Linked DNA regions of Pan troglodytes: region 2 is linked to region 1. The links are chromatin contacts, called in public HiChIP or PLAC-seq maps. All regions are on one chromosome and are shown on one strand. Each heading gives the region's core, a stretch centred on a gene start, on an enhancer-like site or on the middle of the called end of the contact. The rest is flanking DNA. Distances are from core to core; before and after follow the strand shown.

The links. HiChIP or PLAC-seq counts read pairs in DNA pulled down with a chosen protein or histone mark.
Region 2: a contact with region 1 is called in an H3K4me3 HiChIP or PLAC-seq map of stem cell-derived excitatory neurons, with 4 times the contacts expected there. The contact joins the promoter of MLLT1 here to the promoter of RFX2 in region 1. A contact is called at or near these places in 1 of 7 Hi-C or Micro-C datasets (a lymphoblastoid cell line) and 1 of 1 datasets of contacts at active chromatin or transcription factors (stem cell-derived excitatory neurons).

Annotation. Positions count from the first base shown.
Region 1 is chr20:8,553,221-8,556,088 of NHGRI_mPanTro3-v2.0_pri, forward strand. It overlaps RFX2 (regulatory factor X2), which reads right to left and starts at 1,445. Exons shown (of 20, transcript XM_063801062.1): 1 at 1,362-1,445.
Region 2 is chr20:8,640,479-8,643,346 of NHGRI_mPanTro3-v2.0_pri, forward strand. It overlaps MLLT1 (MLLT1 super elongation complex subunit), which reads right to left and starts at 1,438. Exons shown (of 11, transcript XM_063801065.1): 1 at 1,211-1,438. The coding sequence starts at 1,222.

The DNA.
Region 1 (2,868 bases), core at 195-2,694:
TTTTAAGATGCTTCTCCCTCCCTCCTTTGCCTGGTCAGTGTCTACCCATTGTTCAGAGAAGCCTTCCCTGGCCACCCCCATGACTCGGTGGGAATCCTGTGCCTCCCTGCTGGACCCTCCCACCCCTGCTGCCCACTGTAATTTCGTTTGAAGATCTGTCTGCCCAAGCCCAGCAAACTAGATGCCCCCAGACAGTGACAAGGAAAACAAAGATACTTTGAAGACCATGTCCTCGGACAGATTCAGAGTCCACGACAGAAAGGCACTCAACACCCAGGAAAGAAAAACAGAGTTTGGGGCTCCTTGGCTCCTGGGTGAGGGTAGTGGTGTTCCCAGAGAAGCCAGTTTGAGAGTGGGGATCTAGCGCTTCAGGGCTGGCCAAGGCGGTTCAGCCAGTGTTGGGATCCTTTAGGGTTCAATCTATCTCTTCAGAAGTTGCCTGATGGGATGCGGGCATGGAGAGCACCACCATAGGGTGCCCGGCTGGGTGTATGGGGGTTTGGGGGTGCAGGTGGTTAGCAGCTGTCAGAAGTGTCTGGTCCCGCCGGGCGTGGTGTCTCACGCCTGTAATCCCAGCACTTTGGGAGGCCGAGGTGGGTGGATCACCTGAGGTCAGGAGTTCGAGACCAGCCTGACCAACATGTTGAAACCCCGTCTCTACTAAAAATACAAAATTAGCTAGGTGTGGGGGCGCATGCCTGTAATCCCAGGTACTTGGGAGGCTGAGGCAGAAGAATCGCTTAAACCCAGGAGGCAGAGTTCGCAGTGAGCTGAGATCGCGCCATTGCACTCCAGCCTGAGAAACAAGAGTGAAACTCCATCTCAAAAAAGAAAAAAAAAAAAAAAAAAAAAAAAGAAGTGTCTGGTCCCTGGGGAGGAGACGGCGCCCGGCAGGGACAGTGGGCCTGCAGCTGACCTGTCTGCTTGCTGGTGGGTTTCCTGCTGAACTCTTCTCTCTGGGTCAGTGCGTCTCACTGTCCACCTGTCCCTGCATCCCCTTCTGTGCCTCGCTGGTCATCTTTCTCCCTTGGCAATCCACTTCATACACCACGCCTCCTCCGTCTGCCATCTCTCAGTGCCACGCTCCTGCCTGTGCTCCCATCTCTCCCTGGTTTTGCCCCTGACACGCCACCTGCTCGCCTCTCTCTAGGTCCATCTGGGGGTCTCCGGCCGCCGCTGACCCGCCTGTCCGCAGGCTGAGCTACTCGGACCACGGAGCGCGACGGGGAGGCGCGACTGCGGCTCAGCAAGGACTAAGTTAGCAACAAGACACTCCTCACTGTGCACGACATGGTCGCGAGCACGGCCATCAAGTACGCCAACAACATCGCGCCCGGCTCCAACAGCTGCCACCTGCTCACCTACATCGAGTACCACCAGCAGTGTCCCGGCGTCGAGAAGTCTTTCTTCAAAGTACCGCCAGGCGGTCCGCGCCTGCGCGCCCCTCCCGCCCCTCCTGCGCCTGCGCGCCTCTTCTGCACCCACCCTTGCGCCTGCGCGCCACTTATTTCACCTCCTGCGCCCGCGCAGCGCTCCAAGGCCTTTCTTCCCCCGCCCCTCCCCACCTCCTGCGCCTGCGCGCCTTTCTTGCCCCCGATAAGCCTGCGCGCCGCTCCGGCCCACTTGCTTCTGCGCCTGCGCACCGCTGCAGGGCCTTCCTCCCCCATCTCCCCCCGCCTCCTACGCCTGCGCGCCACTCCATCCCTCCTGCGCCTGCGCAGTGTTACTCTCCTGTGACTGCCACTTGTCTGACCCGCATGTTTGTTTTAACGGATTCCCTGAGGCTGCCTGAGAGCCAGAAATGAAAAGCTGCAGCCTTAGGGACCCTGGTTCAGATCCCAGAGCAGCCATTAGCTACGTTTTCTTGCACGAAAACTTTGTGCCTTTGTGCCTCTGTTTCCCTATATGAAAACTTTACATATAAATATATATATATATATATATATATATATATATATATATATATATATATAAAGGCCAGGCGCGGTGGCTCACGCCTTAATCCTAGCACTTTGGGAGTCCGAGGCAGGCAGATCACTTGAGGTCAGGAGTTCGAGACCAGCCTGGCCAACATGGTGAAACCCTGTCTTTACTAAAAACACAAAAATTAGCCAGGCATGGTGGTGCATGCCTGTAATCCCAGCTACTCGGGAGGCTGGAGGCAGGAGAATCACTCCAACCCGGGAGGCAGAGGCAGTGAGCCCAGATGGTGCCACTGCACTCCAGCCTGGGCAACAGCAGAGCGAGACTGTCTCAAAAAAAAAAAAAAAAGAAAAGTCATTCCAATACCCATAGTAAACTGAATCCTCCGGTAAAAATAAAGTTAAAAAAATAAAAAATTAAACATATAAAAATATGTATAATTATATATACATTTAAGGTATAGTTTTTATAAATGTACAGTATATAAAACGTCTGTTTATGGATAAATTTTATGCGTGCTACACTTTTATTTATTTATTTATTTATTTTTGAGACGGAGTCTTGCTGTGTTGCCCAGGCTGGAGTGCAGTGGCGCGATCTCAGCTCACTGCAAGCTCTGCCTCCCGGGTTCACGCCATTCTCCTGCCTCAGCCTCCTGAGTAGCTGGGACTACAGGCGCCCGCCATCACACCCAGCTAATTTTTTGTATTTTTGGTAGAGACAGGGTTCACCGTGTTAGCCAGGATGGTCTCGATCTCCTGACCTGGTGATCCGCCCGCCTTGGCCTCCCAAAGTGCTGGTATTACAGGCGTGAGCCACCGTGCCCGGCCCTTTTATGTTAAATTTAATATAAAATATTTTCTTTTATATCAGCATTTTAATGTAAATATATAAAATATAACAGCAGCTAGCTCACAGCTTTGCTGCATGGATTCAGTGAGTTTA
Region 2 (2,868 bases), core at 188-2,687, 87 kb after region 1:
GGCGTTAGATGAAGTGGGAGATCCTGAAGGCAAAGGTTGTACAGGAGACTGCAGGACTGTGACGTGACGAACCAGCCTGGGAGGGAGATCTGGACTGGGGTCAAGTGTGGGGAAGCCTAAATCAGGATCCCAGGGGCGGAGAGGGCCCAAGCTGAGGGGAACAGCAGGCCATCAGTGACTCAAAGGTCTGGGGAATCCAGGTCAGAGAAGAAACTGCTCCCGGTCCTGGTCTCAGAGCAGAGGGTCTGAAGGTGAAAGAGACAGCCCCGCCGGGTCCGAGGGAGAGTGACGAGGGCCTGAAACTAGAAGGGGGCTGAGGCGGCAGGGTGGGTCAAAGAAAGAAGTCTGAAAAAGCAAGTACAAAGAGAGGGGACACTCCAAACAGGCCTGAGTCCCTGCAGCAAAAGACCGAAGGCCAGGGTCCTAGGGAGTCAGAGGAGCTCAGGCCAGGGCTGGGGTTGGGAGAGAAAGGGATGCCCTGGCTGCAGCCGGGGCAGGATCAGACGGGAGAGAAGGCTCAGGTCCAGGTAGGGGATGGGTGGAGATAAAGCTTAGACTGGGCCTGGGTTCAAGGAAGAGAGACGCCGCAGAGCAGGGTCCCAGGGGGCCGGGGACGCCTCATATCTGAGCTGAGGTTGAAGGGAGGACAGGCAGCAGGTTGGGGACTCTGGGAGTTTGAGGCGACTCGGGGACAAGGGTCCAGACAGGAAAGGAGACAGTGACTGGCCCTGGACCTAGAGAGGGAAAGGTCTACAGGGCAGATCCGAGGGGTCCCGGGAGGGGTCTGAACAGGGCCCAGATCCCAGGAAGTGCCTGGAAGGAGCTCTGGGCCAGGCTGAAGTCCCGAGAGCTGTCTTGAGGTCCCTAAGCCGGGCTGGGGTCCCCAGGGGCGTCCCAGGTGGATGCAGGTCGGACTGGCGTTCCGAGGGGTCTCCCGGGGGTCTCCGAGCCAGGCTGGGGGGTCACCAGGGGCGTCCCAGGGGGCTCCGGGCCCAGCCCGGGTCCCGAAGGGTGTCCGAGGCGCCCTGGCCGGGGTCGCGGATGGGGGAGGGGCGCCCCCGCCCCACATAAAGGCCCGGGGAGCGGCGGGCGCGCACAAAGCGGGCGGGCGGGCGCGGAGCGGGGAGGCCGGGACCGGGGAGGGCCGGGCTGGCCGGCGGGCGGGAGGGGGCCGGGCGGGCTGCGCTGGGGCGGCGCGGCCGCTCCTCACCTGATTGTCCATGGCTGGCGCCCCGCCCCGCCCCCGGGCCCCGCGTCGCTCGCCGCCGCCGCCGCCGCCGCCGCCGCTCAACGCCGCCCCGCCGCCCTCATTGTCTGTCAAGCGCCGCCGCTGCCGCCGCCGCCGCCGCCGATCCCGGCCGCCCGCTCGCCCGCCAGCCCCGCGGAACCGGAAACCACCGCCAGCCCGGGTCGCGCACCGATCACGGGCCCCCGCCGCCGACTAGGGCCCGCCGCATCGACTGACAGCCACCTGGGCCAATCGACGGCGCGGACGGCCGCTTGTGGCGCGGGACTTCCTGCCTGGCGGGGGCCTGCCGGGCTGCGGCCGGAGGGACGAAGCCCGCAGCCAATGGGAGGCCGGGACCGGAGGGGCGGGAGGAGGGAGGGAGGGAGGCGCGAGGCGAGCCTGGCGGAGGGGAGCGCGAGGTGTGCGCCGCACGTGGAGGGGGGCGGGGGCGGGACGGGCGCGCCGCGCCTGCGCGCTGCGGCCCGCAGGGGGCGCTGCCTCGTGGCTGGAGCCTCCAGGGCGGGAGCGTCCCGGGGGCTGCAACTGAGGTTACGGGTTCGAGCCCTGTAGAGGGATCCCCCAGCCCCCCGGTAGGGACACTTTTGTTTCCTGACCTCATGATGCTGCTATGTAATGGAACGAGCCCTGGGCTCTGGAATTGGAGATTAATTTTCTTTTCTTTTCTTTTTTTTTTGAGACACGTCTCGCTCTGTGGCCTAGGCTAGAGCGTACTAGCACGATCTCAGCTCACTGCAACCTCCACCTCCCAGGTTCAAGAGATTCTACTGCCTCAGCCTCCCGAGTAGCTGGGATTACAGGAGCTCGCCATTATGCCCAGCTAATTTTTGTATTTTTAGTAGAGATGGGGTTTTGCCATGTTGGCCAGGCTGGTCTCGAACTCCTGACCTCAAGTGATCCGCCTGCCTCAGCCTCCCAAAGTGGAGATTAATTTTCTAATCTTGCATAATCCTTGGCAAACCTGGTCAGCCCCTTCTTCACCTTTCCCTGAGTCTCAGTTTGTGCATCTGTGAAACAGGTTGAAGAACAGTACTGTGTGATTCTTCATGCTAATTTGAATGATACAAATTTGAAATCGTGCTACATTCAAATGACCCAAGAGAGTCACATGTTTTCAGTTAGACACGAAGAATAAGTTCTGGCGATCCATCACACAGCAAGGTGACTACATAATAATGTTATTTTATATTTTAAAATTGCTAAAAGCGGCCAGATGCAGTGGCTCACGCCTGTAATCCCAACACTTTGGGAGGCTGAGGGGGGCGGATCACCTGAGGTCAGGAGTTCAAGACCAGCCTGGCCAACATGGTGAAATCCCATCTCTACTAAAAAAATACAAAAATTAGCCGGGCGTGGTGGTGTGTGCCTGTAATTCTAGCTACTCAAGAGGCTGAGGCAGGAGAATCGCCTGAACCAGGGAGGCAGAGGTTGCAGTGAGCTGAGATCATGCCACTGCACTCCAGCCTGAGTGACAGAGCAAGACTCTGTCTCAAAAAAGAGAAAAAAAAGAAAAAAAATGCTAAAAGTGGATTTTGACTGTTCTCACCATAAATAATTGATAAGTATATGTGGTGATGGATATGTCAATTAGCCTGATTTGTTTATTCCATAATGTATACATG